Linked DNA regions of Ovis aries: region 2 is linked to region 1. A link is a contact called in public Hi-C data. All regions are on one chromosome and are shown on one strand. Each heading gives the region's core, a stretch centred on a gene start, on an enhancer-like site or on the middle of the called end of the contact. The rest is flanking DNA. Distances are from core to core; before and after follow the strand shown. Region 1 overlaps GGT5 (gamma-glutamyltransferase 5). Region 2 holds the start of SNRPD3 (small nuclear ribonucleoprotein D3 polypeptide).

What was found. Hi-C and Micro-C count contacts between places; a contact is called where the count stands out from the background.
Region 2: a Hi-C map of tail adipose tissue shows a contact between it and region 1, with 2.5 times the contacts expected there. The contact joins the promoter of SNRPD3 here to the enhancer-like site in region 1. A contact is called at or near these places in 2 of 16 Hi-C or Micro-C datasets (liver and tail adipose tissue).

Annotation. Positions count from the first base shown.
Region 1 is chr17:71,486,212-71,492,593 of ARS-UI_Ramb_v3.0, forward strand. It overlaps GGT5 (gamma-glutamyltransferase 5), which reads right to left. Exons shown (of 12, transcript XM_027956847.2): 12 at 5,306-5,742. The coding sequence ends at 5,596. Among named protein-coding and RNA genes, the nearest start is that of GGT5, 11 kb to the right of the region's middle. Within about 2 kb of position 3,135, at least 6 of the 54 cell types and tissues checked have an H3K27ac peak or open chromatin away from gene starts, as enhancers often do. A contact at or near this core is called in tail adipose tissue, where this site is marked.
Region 2 is chr17:71,547,626-71,554,007 of ARS-UI_Ramb_v3.0, forward strand. It overlaps SNRPD3 (small nuclear ribonucleoprotein D3 polypeptide), which reads right to left and starts at 2,742. Exons shown (of 4, transcript XM_027956849.3): 1 at 2,627-2,742; 2 at 622-765. The coding sequence starts at 747. It overlaps GUCD1 (guanylyl cyclase domain containing 1), which reads left to right and starts at 2,845. Exons shown (of 6, transcript XM_042234160.2): 1 at 2,845-3,087. The coding sequence starts at 2,883.

The DNA.
Region 1 (6,382 bases), core at 1,885-4,384:
CTCTTTGCGCGCTTCCCTCGGCTCCGGCGGCCTTGCTCATCCCCCTGGGGTTTCTCTCAGCTTTCCTCTTAAGTACCTGCACGTACGGACAGTTTTGTGTCCTCCTTGCCTGTTCTTTCACCTTTTGTCTGTTTTTCTCACCTGATTGGCTGGGCAAGGACTTCTCTTTCCGCGTGGAAAGGAAACAGGGAAAGCCAGCAAACGCCGTGTGTCCTTCTCAGGAGAAGTTGGCCTCAGTCTCAAAAGGAAGGCTGGTAGGTTTCGCTGTGAAGCATGGCGTTTCCAGTGGGCTTTCGTAGCCGCCGCTTACCAGGTTCAGCAAGTTTCCTTCTGTGCCTAGTTCCTCTGAGTTTTTGTCGTCAATGGAAGTTCGCAAAGTATCAGACGCCTTTCTGCATTTGTTGAGAGGGTGGGTGGTTTTTTTCCTCTCTGTTCTGTTAGTCCGTTAACACGGGGGATTGCATCGCTTGAGGGTTTGTTTTTGTTTGTTTGGCCGTGTTGCCGGGTTTGTGGGATCTTAATTCCCAGGCCAGGGATTGAACTCAGGCCCTTGGCGGTCCTAACCACTAGACTGCTAGGGAGTTCCCAGAATTGCTTGATTTTGTAATGTTCAACCGATCACGCATTCCCAGAATAAACCCAAATTGATAGTGGTGAATTCATATATCATTTAGGAATTTTTCACCTCTGCGAGTGAATGAAATCACCCTGTACTTTTCCTTCATGAGATGTCCTTGTCAAGTTTTGTTCTCAGGATTCTGCTGGCCTCATTAAAAGTTGGGCAATATTTTCTCTGTTCTGGGGAAGTTTGTGTAAGACTGTTTTTCTCCCCTGCTATCAGCGTTTGGAAGCATTCAGAGACGAAGCCTCTGGGCTGCAGCTGTTTGCTCTGTGGGATCTCATTGTTTTAACTGGCACATTTATCAGTGAGGCTGAGTGACTGTGTACACTGGAGTAAGCATTTGCAGCTCTCTTCCCAGAGTCTCATGAGTCACGTCCTTGCGGGTCTTTCTAAGGGAGTCTTGGTCTTTGCTATTAAATATTTAAATACTAAAGAAAGCAGGCTCAGGTCACGTTATGTATTGAAACTATCTTTCCCCAAGGTTGTCATTGGTCTTTTAAAATATTTTCCACATTGACGTTTTAAATGTCCATGTGTTCAGATCTTTCCTCTTTTGAAAACAGCTTTGACCATCCTGCTCAGTGTGTTGGGATCTTAGTTTCCTGACCGGGGATCAAACCCCACCCCCTGCATTAGAAGCACAGAGTCCCAACCGAGGTCCTAGTTTACCCTTTCTTTAAAAAAGAAAACAAAACCTTTTTATTTGTGACAGTTTCAGGTGAGCAGTGAAGGGACTCAGCCACACACACACGCACACATACAAGCATTCTGCCCCCAGGGTCCCTCCCATCCAGGCTGCCACATGGTATGGAGCAGAGTCCCGTGTGCAGCACAATAGTCCTTCCTGGTCATCCATCTCAAATAGAACAGGGTGTACATGTCCATCCCCGTCTCCCCAGCATCCTTTTTAAAACAACAACAACGACATGGCTCCCTGATTTTACGTCATGCCCAATAAAGGACTTCCCTACTCAAAGATCATAGATAGAACATCCTCTCATTTTCTTACAATATCTGTATGGTGTTTTTTTTGGGAGGGGGTAGGGTAGTTTCATTTCTAATGAAAAATTTTACTTTTGGGTTTTTTTTCCTTTTCTTTCCAGTTGCATTTTTAAATGGGTTTATTCTTAAATCTTGGTCCTACTGGAGTTAAATAAAAAGAGCAGGGGCCCTGCTTTACTCTCTCAGATGGCTACCTGCTTGCTCTCGTACTGATGGTTAACAATTCATCTTTTCCCTACTGCTCTGAAGTGCTCTTTTAGCAGAGACAAAAGTCCCATATATATTTGCGTTTCTTTGTGGACTTGGTGGCTGACGGATTTGAGGTTTCTTCCCATGCTCTTCTAGCTGCGTTTACAGTGTGTTTTAAAGTCTGATGGCTTGCTTCACTGGAGTTCTTGTCTGCTTCACAAAAGCACTGATACAATGTATCGAGAAAGTGAAGGTCTTTATAATCAGTGATGCTGGACCAGTTGCTGAGGCAATTATTTTATGACTTTTTCTTTCTCACTGGAGGTTAATTGGGTTACAACTTTGTGTCGGCTTCTGCTCTACAACAGCGTGAATCAGCCATGAGAAGTTTCTATATGTATCCCCCTCCTCTTGAGGTCTATCACCCCCCAACCCCTGCAACTATTTTAGATTTACCATTTAGGCCTAAGGTTCATCCCAAATTAATTTCTGTATGTGGTGTGAGGGAGGGGGTCCAGACTGCTTTACTCGGCCTGCCTCCCAGGTTTCCACCTCTGGCACTTACGCTCCAGGACCCTAGGAGCTTTGGGACTTCAGGATCCTCGACGTGGGCCTCCCAGGTGGCTCGGAGAAAGAATCCGCCCGCCAGTTTCAGGAGATGCAGGAGGCTCGGGTGCGATCCCTGGGTCGGGAAGATCTCCTGGAGAAGGAAACGGCAACCCACTCCAGTGTTCTTGCCTGGAGAATCCCACGGACAGCAGAGCCTGGCGGGCTGCAGACCAGGGGGGGCACAGAGTCGATATGACTGAGCGCGCGCTGTCTCTTTGTGAGATGGGGGTCATCATGGCTCCCTTCCACTCGGGAGGATTACACGGATTCATACATGGAAAGCGATAGCGTGGCTCCGGCCCGTGGTCAGTGTCCAGCAGATGTTATTGTTGTTTGGGACAGGTACTCATGGGATGCGAGTACCCATGTGTCCCTTGCAGTGTTTGGGGTGTCAGGTCTGTGGGTTGTTTTTTTCTTAATCCAGGAGGAGCGTTTGCTTCTGTCAGACGCCTCTCCGTGGAGATGGCTCTGGTTTTTCTCCTCTGCTGAGAGGGGAGTCCAGGCCCTCACAGACATTCCCGGCCGACCTGCTGTTGGGCCCGCTGGGGACATGCTGTCCTTTTGAATGTGTTGCTTGGAGTCTCCTTGCGAGTTTTTTTTTTTTTTTTTTTTTGAGGACTTTGTGTTGAGTTTCCTGAACACAATTGGCAGGAGAAGCCTCTGGTCCTAATGGCAGGACACTGGGGAACTTTCCAGAAGGGCGTTTGAGGTAGGCCACTGTTCCTGCAACGTTCTCAGCTTTTCTGTGTGATCCTTGACCCACCTAGATCTTTGCTCCTCCTGGGACCTGTAAGCCTGCCCAATTAAATCTGAGTTTCTGATAAACAGAGATGTTTTGTGTTAAGTACCGGAATCCTATTTATCCTAGAAAGGTTATTTCGTCAACTTTCCAAATTTATTTTTATTGAAATGAGTCATCTTTCCTAGGACTTTTAACTTCCTCCATAGCTTACGTTATTTCCCCATTCTCATTTCATTCTTTGTGTATTTACTCTTCCTTGATTTTTTTTTTTTTTTCTTCCTTGATTTTTACTGATTGGCTAGCCGACAGCTGTATGTCTTTTGCAAGAGCCGACTGCAAATTCTCAATTTCTGCTTCAGTTGCTCCTAAAGTCTTCCTCTTGCTTTCCCTACTGTTCTGATTGTTCTTTTACTAACGTCTTACATGAGATGCTTTGATTATTTTAATGTAACTAGGACAGTGAATTTTCCTCTGAGCCCTGCGTGCATGCGTGCTCAACCATGTACTCTTTGCAACCCCCTGCACTGTGGCCCGCCAGGGTCCTCTGTCCATGGGATTTCCCAGGCAAGAATAATACCTGAGTGGGTTGCCATTTCCTACTCCAGGGGACCTTCCTAATCAAACCCACATCTCTTGCACCGACAGGCAGATTGTTTCACCTCTCACTCTGCTCGGTGGGGACTGATCTGTATACACGTGAATGTTGTTTTGACAATACTGCAGTCTTGGCTTTGGTTGCCTCTGTTTAACGAGATGTTTACAGAAGCTGTAAGAGTCGCCAACTGGGCTGGGAACGTGCCTGGTTGGCGTGGCTTGTGGTCCACGAGAGACGTGGGTAGGGGCCAGCAAGTCTCGCAGGGTGGGATGAGCAGGGCGTGGGGACGGGGTTTCCTCCAGGGGCGCTGGAGGCCAAGGAGGACCCCCGTGTGGCCTCCTCGCAGGATGAGGTATGCATTTGAAGGGTCACGGCTGTCTTGAGTGGGGAGTGGACTGAGATGGTGGCAGCGGCCAGGAGGCAGAGAGAGGGATAAAGATGGAACCAAGGCCAGGCCACGCAGATGGAGGGGGAGGCCTGGGTGACCGTCTCCGAGTGGGGAAAGGAGGCCACTGGAGAATGTGTGGCTGCCTCAGAGCTGGCTTCTGGTTTGGCGTGTTGAGTCTGAGGTAGGTTCCTGAGGGTCCAGGTGCTCAGGAGGTGGGAGGCAGGTGGGTGGGTGGGCATGTGAGTCTGATGTTCCAGAAAACTGGGCTAGAGCCTGGGCAGAGAGGGAACCCACCAGCTCACAGGGGGTAACTGAGCCCCCAGCGGGGGCAGGGGTGCGTCTGCATCCAGGGACACAGCGATGAACGTGGGTGCCACTGGGAGGCCCTGCAGGCAGGTGAGCAGCGTGTCTGAGTTCCTCAGTCTGCTGCGTTCTGTCCCCCTGGGCACAGGAGCCAAAGCCCTCCCCTGGCCCGAGCGGCCAGACTCCAGCCATGCGGAGGTACACCTCTGGGGGATGTTTGGGCTGAGACCAGAGTCGGCAATGCTCCCAGGAATCAGGGTGTGGGCAGGACCTCCCCCCAGGTCAGCCCACCAAGCGCCCTCCCCCAGGAAGGCCAGCCCGCCTGGCAGCTGGCAGAGCCGTCCCCAGTGGCCGCGGGCCCCTGGGTCCAGAGCAGTGGCTCTCAATCGACAATGACTGATGACTGGCCGGGGCAGAGGGCTCGTTTAGCTGGGGGAGGCTGGCCGGGGCAGAGGGCTCGTTTAGCTGGGGGAGGCCAGGGACGCTGCTCTGCACCCTACAGTGTGGGCACAGCCCCTCAAAGTATGACTCCCCCCAAGGGTGAGAGCAGGTTGGAGATGCGGGCTGGGGAGGGCTTAGGTGTCTCATCTTCCAGCCTTTGCCTGGAACAGAGGACAAGCTCCGGGACGGGCCTGGGCCACAGGCTCCCAGGAGCCAGGGCCAGGTGGCCCCAGGCCACATCCCAGCCCTCCCCACCGGCCAGTAGTCCAGGCGGCCATGCATGGAGCCTTAGCAAGTGTCCAGGGGCGCCGTGGATGAGCGCCAGCCCGGCTGTGGTTCCCCTGGCCCTGTGGTGCGTGTGGAAGACTGTCAGCTCTGTTCGTGGCCCTCTCCACCTAGACCCTGAGTCAGGCATGGTGCAAGCTATTCTTTAATCTCGGACTGGGGGGCACACAGGAGGGGAGCGGGGCTTCCAGGGGGCAGGAGCGCAGTCGTGGGTGAGGCCTGGAGTGGCCAGGGCCAGGGCTCTGGTGGGGCGGGCTCGGCCCCCACAGCGGTCCATCTGCTGGGCTGTCCACCTCTTTGCAGCCGCAGGCCAACCGTCCAGCCCAGGGGCCCAGATTCCTGCCGGAGGGCTAGGTCCTCTGGGCCAGGCTGGCCGGGCGTGCGCAGAGTGGGACCCGGAATCAGGAGGGAGCAGCCTTTCAGTAGCCCGAGGGCTCCCCGCCCTTCCGTGGGTCCGCCACAGCATGCACACAGGCCCCGTCCTGGGAAACGGCCTGGACCACGTTCAGGAAGAAGGGCCTCTTGCTCTGCTCTTGGCCCCGGTCCTGGAGCCCCTTCTGAACCTCCTGGAGGGGAGAGGAGGCCGGCCGGTCACAGAGGGGACGGGGCCCAAGCAGGGAGCTGAGGACCCCACCCCGGACAGGAGTGGGGGCGCAGGTCTGGGTAAGGACAGGGAGGTGCTGGACACAGCCTCGTCTGCAGGACGTGGAGTCGGTGGCCCCCACTCCACAGGCCCCAGAGCAGAGGCCCAGCTCCAGGGAGGACGACAGAGTCCGTGGCCCTGTCTGGAAGGACCCAAGACGCAGCCTCACTTCTGTCCTGGGCTAAGGACTCAGTGCGACCCCAGAGGAGTCCAGGGCTTCAGTGGAGAAGGTAGGTGGCCGTGGGGGACTCGGTTCTGAGGGTCTGGAAAGCAAAGCCTCTAGAAGGCAGAGCCTGGGCCCTTTGGGGCCCCAGGTCCTCCATGCTTAAGAAGAGCCCAGCTCAACGTCAGGAGGCATGGTCCTCCTGCCATGCTGTCGGCAGCTTGGGACCCACTCTCGCAGCACCCACAGGAGAACACGGGGCTCCCAGATGCCAGGGATGTGGCTTGCAGACTCCCCAGGGCCCTGCTGGTGGAGGGGTCGCTGGAGGCTTCTGAAGACCCACGCGTCCCCTTGGACGTCCCCACACGCCCCAGGCCCCAGTGGTCCTTGCGAGTGAGGC
Region 2 (6,382 bases), core at 1,492-3,991, 61 kb after region 1:
CTTCCCATTTCATGGATAAAACTATCACCCAAACCTGCTTGCTTGGCCAAGTATTTGCTCCGAGTGCAGTCACACGAGGTGCTTCTGCTAGGAAAATGGCAAATACCCAGAGTATGCGAGCGAAGACTCTGCTAGCTGCAAAGCACTGTGCAAACGCGCTGTGCGGGGCGGGGGCGCTGAGCCTGACGGCTCCGCTGAAGGCTGCGCTGCTGCTGCTGAGTCGCTTCAGTCGTGTCCGACTCTGTGCGACCCCACAGACCGCAGCCCGCCAGGCTCCCCGTCCACAGGATTTTCCAGGCAAGAGCGCTGGAGTGGGGTGCCACTGCCTCCTCCGGAAGGCTGTGCTGCTTCTCTTAAATGGGCCCAAAGTCCGTGAGAAGACAACCACGGGACTGGGAGCAGCGAAGGACGAGCAATCTAAACAGTCAGATTCTAGGTTTCATATTCTCAACCTCCAAGAGGCTCTCACTGATGCCCGCCTCTCTGGCACCTCTAATAGGGCCTGGCACAGCTTAGGCACTCGGTGAACCACCGCTGAGCAAGAACCTCAAGGAGCCCCAGCCGCCCGCGCCCTGCCCTCCGAGGCTCCGGCCCGCCCCGGCCCCGCACAGAGCAGGGCACCTGGCAGTTCATGTTGTCCTCCGCCTCGATGAGCTTGCCCCGATACACCTCGCCAGTGTTCGTCTCACACGTCACGATGTGGCCCTCGGCCTCGTGGAGGACTTTGATCGGCACTCCGATAGACATCCCGGCAGGAAGAGAGTTCTGCGGTGAGAGAGAGACAGCAGTTAGCTCATCTTCCGACGCCCAAGAACGCATGTGCAAACACCACAACCCCTCAAGGCTGACACTCTGGAAAACTCAGCAAAGTTGCCAGAGGTGCACTAGTTTTTTTTTTAGCTGAATTCTGAGCTTGAAGGACCCATCTGGCAAACACGTGCAGGGTGTGAGTGGGGAGGAACAGGGCCTCAACAGGGGGAAAGCTGACGGGAAAGAGCTGCCTCCCATCTTCCTTCCACCACAGGGCTCTTGAGTGCGCATGTTAAGTCGCTTTTCTGACTCTCTGCGACCCCATGGACTGTAGCCCACCAGGTTCCTCTGTCCGTGGGATTCTCCAGGCAACAATACTGGAGTGGGCTGCCACGCCCTTTTCCAGGGGATCTTCCCCACCCAGGGATGGAGCCCACGTCTCTTACATCTCCTGCACTGGCAAGAGGTCTTTTTAACCACTAGCGCCATCTGGGAAGCTCAGACGGGGCTGTGCGTTTAATTCAACCCATTAAGCACTCTGACCGTCTACTTACTTCACCATTAAGCTAAAGAGAAAATATCCAAGTGTTCACAAGGTGGCGGCGTGCTACAAGTGGGAAACGCTCACCCTGGAGGGAAAATATAACCAGGGAGAACCCCGACTTGATCTAATTAAGAGAGAAAAAAAGCAAGTGGATTTTTTCAATCCCAAGACGGGTGTATAAAACGAAAACTTCTGTAAAATGAAATGCTTTCTGCTCTCCAGTAATCAAGGCACGTCGCAGCCATCTGGTATTCCAGCCTTCCAAATGCAAATTTTTAAGCCCAGGTAAAAACCATACTGGCTTTTTGGCAGCTGTCCGTTACTTCCTGTAAGTGCTGAGGAGCTGGGGGATGTCAGAAGCACAAGAGGCGGTCCCTCGTACCTTAACTTTAGGGTAAAGGAGGAATTAGGCTGTGAACAGCCGAAAAGCAGGAATTGGCCCCAGATAGCTGAGATGCATGTGAAAGAAAAGATTTCAGGAAGCCCGGACTCTTGCATCTTCCCAAAGAACAGAAAAGTATTAAATCTCTTCAGGCCGGAGATCTGGTCTCCATTACTCAACAGTCATCTTTTAATATTCAGATTACCTGCCCCTTGCTGCAAACTTCTTTGTAGCCTGACTCCACCCCACCCAACATTTCTCTCTCCCAGGGGTCGCCTGAAATCCTGTCTTCCGGGCTCGGAGTCCTCATGATTCCCACCGAATAAACCTAATTCTCAGCTTTTAGGTGGCGGTATTTTTTCGGTTGACACGCAGCAGGAGGTCGAAAGAGAGGAAAAGGACCGGGAGAGGTTAGGAAAAAACAGGTTCCATTGCTGAGGACAACGCTGAACCGCAGCTGGGGGAACCGGGGCAGCACAGAGACTACCCCACGGAAGGGCAGCCGGAGTTACAAGACGCTGCAACACGATTTAGACAGAAGCAAGGAAATGTGATAACCTGTGTTTCCAGCGTTAGGGGATCAGGTCCTGGAAGGGGGAGGGAGGCAGAGATGCCAAGGGCTTTGAAAAGAAATCAGCCAAGTAGGGATCTGGGGGGAAGGTGGCCACCAGCCAGGAACGATCTCAAGACCACTGCCTGGATACTTCGAGAAACACCGGCCTGGAGAGGTTCGGAAACCGAAGAGCAAGTACTTCGGGGAAAAAGCTAACGAACGCACCTCCAGGCGCTTGGGAGGCGCCGCTGGGGGTCGGGGTGGCCCAGCTCCCCGCGGCTCTCCCTCCACGAGCACCGCAGGGCTCCTCGGCGGCGCGTCCTCCTCCAGCCCCCCGGCCCCCCGCGGGACCTCGGCCTAGCCCTCGCCCTCCCCGCACCCCCGGCCCCGTCCTCACCGGCTCCGGGCTCCTCTTTCAGAGGCGGCAGGGCAGACGGAACTCCGGCGACTGCGAAGGCGTGAGGGCGCGAATGGCGGGCCGCGCGCTCCCAGAATACCACGCGTTCCCAAAATGCCTCGCGCAGGGCCCGCCCCCTTCCTTTACCCGAGTGGCGGCGGGCGACGTCTCTCGCCTTCGCGTTCATCCTTACCGCGCCGGCTGGGGAACCCGAGCTCGGGTACAATAGTTCCGGGCCCGGGGAAGAGCGGGGCTGATGACCGGACCCAGGTGCCGCCGGAAACAGCGACCCTCGGGCCGGCCCGGGCCGAGGGGGACTCGCGGTCCCCAGCGCCCGACGCCAGACGCGGGCTGGACAGCGAGGCGGGCGGCGGCGGCGGCGGGGGCCCGGGGCCGGGACCTGCCCCCGCAGGGGAAGCCTGGGAAGCCGACGGCGCCGGGGAAGGGGTGCCCCGAGCGAGGCGAGTGCCCCCGGCGTGCGGACAGGGAGAGCGGGGACCCGGAGCAGCGGGCCGGGGGGCCGCCGGCGTGGGAGCCGGGGCGGGCCGGGGCGGGCCGGGGCGGGGCCTGGGGCCGCCGCCGCCTCCCGCCCCCGCTCCCCCCGGGGCGCTGGTGCTGGCCGCCCGGGGAGCCGGCGCGCGCCGGCCGCGCGCTCCCGTCCCCAGTCGACGCCAGAGCTGCAGCCCGCGCCGGGCCGGGGCCATGGGAGCCCCGCGCCGCCCGGGTCATGAGGACGGAGGTGGACGCGCAGGCAGCGGGGCCGCCGCTCGAGCCCGGTCAGTGTGGTCCCCCCGTCACCCCGGGGATCGCGGTGGGCGCGGGGCAGGGCCCCGGGGATCGGGGGGCGGCCCTGACCCCGGGGATCGCGGTGGGCGCCGGGCAGGGCCCCGGGGATCGGGGGGCGGCCCTGACCCCGGGGATCGCGGTGGGCGCGGGGCAGGGCCCTGGGGATCGGGGGGCGGCCCTGACCCCGGGGATCGCGGTGGGCGCGGGGCAGGGCCCCGGGGATCGGGGGGCGGCCCTGACCCCGGGGATCGCGGTGGGCGCGGGGCAGGGCCCTGGGGATCGGGGATCCGGGATCAGGGTTGGGGGGCAGCCCTCAGCCTGGGAATCGAGTTTGGGGGGGAACCCCGCCCGAGCGCCGGGCAGGGTCCGGCCGCGCGACCTTGGGCCGACCGCCGCCGCGGCCCCGGCTGTTGAGCTCTGAGCAAAACCTGGGCAGGTGTGCGCTCCGGCGGGTCCCGCCGGGCCGGCTACGGTCAGTTGGGGTTTGTTTGTTTTTCCTGATAACTCCCTGAGCAGGGACACCCCTGGGCATCTCTCGCTTGCGGTCATGGAGGGAAGGAGGGTCCTGGTTGAGCGGCCGGGGCGGGGGGAGGGGTCACCTTTCCCTGGAGCGAAAAGTCCTCTTTGGAGCTGCTTTGGGGAGAGCCTGTCCCCTCTCCGGTAACTGAGGCCTTAGACGGGGCAGGCAACTGGCAGGGCAGGGAGGGACAGCCTGCCCCTGGCCTCCCAGACTCCTGCCTGTTGTCTTGCTACGGAGTCTTCCTTCTCTAGTCCCGCCTTCCCCAGCGCCTGAGTTCCTTTGCTGGGGGGTGGGGAAGGGGGCACACACTGATAAATCAGCGGCCAGCCTCCGTGTGCTTTTCTGAGTGGGAGAGGGCGAGCAGTGGTTCCCCATCCCCTCTGCAACATACAGTTGACAAGAAAGGGCTGGTGAACTCTACAGTGAGGTGCCCGCACGGGGGAGACCCCAGCCCTGAGGCATCCATGGGGCACGACTGTGGCTGCAGCAAGGATTTGGGTCCAGGGCTGTCCCCGGGATTTGCTGTCTCGTCCTCCGGTTGTCCCACTCTGAGATCTTGGACCAGACACTTGCCTTTCCAGAGGCGCCTCCGTGGGGTAATGACTCACATTTCCAGGGCGCCTTCTCTGAGCAGGCACTCTGCCCGAGTTGTTTACATGCAGGGCCTCATTAATCCTCATAACGACTTGGGTGAAGCTGGTTCCTATTGTCACTTGCACTTTTGCAGATGAGCCGACCAAGAGCTTAAGTATTCAGGGCCAGGAAACTGCCTTCCTTCCTTGAGGACAGCTGCCAGCTGAAGCCAGGCCAGCCCCTTCCAGGCGGACCCTGGCCCTCAGGTGGGACGGGCTGTGGCTCCAGGTGCCTGGCAGCAGCTTTGGGCTTGGAAGGCCTGCCCTTATTGGGTTGGCTGACTTGCTTGTGCCTGGATTGGGGGTGGCCCCGAGGTGGGTGTTCAGGCGCCTCAGGGGTGTGGGCAGGATCAAAGCGTAAGAGATAAGGGTGAGAAGAGGTGGGGCAGAGTTCCTGAGGGCCCCAGCCAGCGGCGGGCGGTGCCACGTTTCACAGTTGGGGAGGCAGAGACAAGAGTCGGAGCCTGGCCACAGGTGCCCAGCCAGCCAGTGCCAGAGCCCGGGCGCAGAGTCAGGAGGAGCCGTGGACAGAGGATCATAGTCTGGAAGCCTGGGGGAGGGGGAGTCCTGCAGTGACCCGGAGGCTCAGGCCGCTCGAGGGAAAGGAAAAAAAAAAAGATAACCGCCTTCCATTCACCACCGAAGTGTGTCTGCCGAGGTCTCCGGGCTGGGAGGAGGCAAACGCTGCGTGTCTGCCACTGAGGAGTTCCCCACGGGTCTGGCGAGCAGACAGACACCAGCTCCGGTCCTCCAGGTGGAGGGGAAGGGACCGAGGCGTTTGCATGTTCAGAGATGGGAGACAGCCTTCTGGATGGAGGGATCTGCAGGAGCCAAGGCTGGGGAGCAAACAGCCTGTGGAGAGAAAGCCAGGAGGCAGCGTGCAGCTGCGGGAGGGGCTCTGGAAGGGCAGCAGCAGCCTGCGGAGGCCTCTGCCCCTGCTCAGCCTTCGGCGGGGCATTACTTTGGGACGTGAACACTTGGACGGCAGGGCTTGGTCCCGTGATCTAGTGTGCCCAGGGCCTAGCACACCGTAGTGGGCACTCGGGAGTTCATTTTCTTTCCAGCAGCGGTTTCTGGAGTCACCAGGCACTGGGAAAAACAGCGAATAAGATGAGCCAATCCTCTGCCCTGGGGCCGCTTCCAGTCTAGCAGGGAGACAGGCAGGCTTTTTCCGCTGTGGTGTCACTTTTGCCGAGCACTGTGGAGGAGCCCCTGCTCCCGAAGGCGGTCAGTAAACGCCTCTCACGGGGCGGGGGGTGGGGGGGCTTTGAGCCAGGACCTGAGCGGCAGAAAGGGGCAGACTTGAATCCCGAGGGTAAGAGCGCTCCCCCGGGGTGAGTGGGGCAGGCCCAGCGGGGCTTCGCAAGGGGTAAGAACTGTCTCCTGAGGGCTGTGGAAGACTGTGGAGGGACCCTTGCGGCTGCTGTGGACTGGAGAGGGACGGGGTGGCGGGGGGGGACAGGCAGAAGTCTGGCAGGTCGGGGCCCACGGGGCCCAGTCCGCAGCAGTGGGCGGAGGTGGTTGCTGCAAGGCACAGAGAGGTGGCCTGGGCTCCTTTTAGGGCCTCCTGGGGCCGGGGGACGGAGAGAGCGCAGCCTGACCCCCGACTGGCCTCAGCGCCCCGGGCCCCAGCCAGATGGAAGGCGAGGCTCCTGGCCGCACCCGTAAAGGGGCGCCGGGGACATTCTTGCCCCAGGGGCCAGGCGGCTCGGCCAGCAAGCGGCCTGCTCTCAGCAGTGCCGCCCTGCTTTCTGTGGGCCCTGCAGGTGAGGCGGGAGAGGAGAGAGGTCACGGCAGTGCAAGCAAGGCACAGTCCTG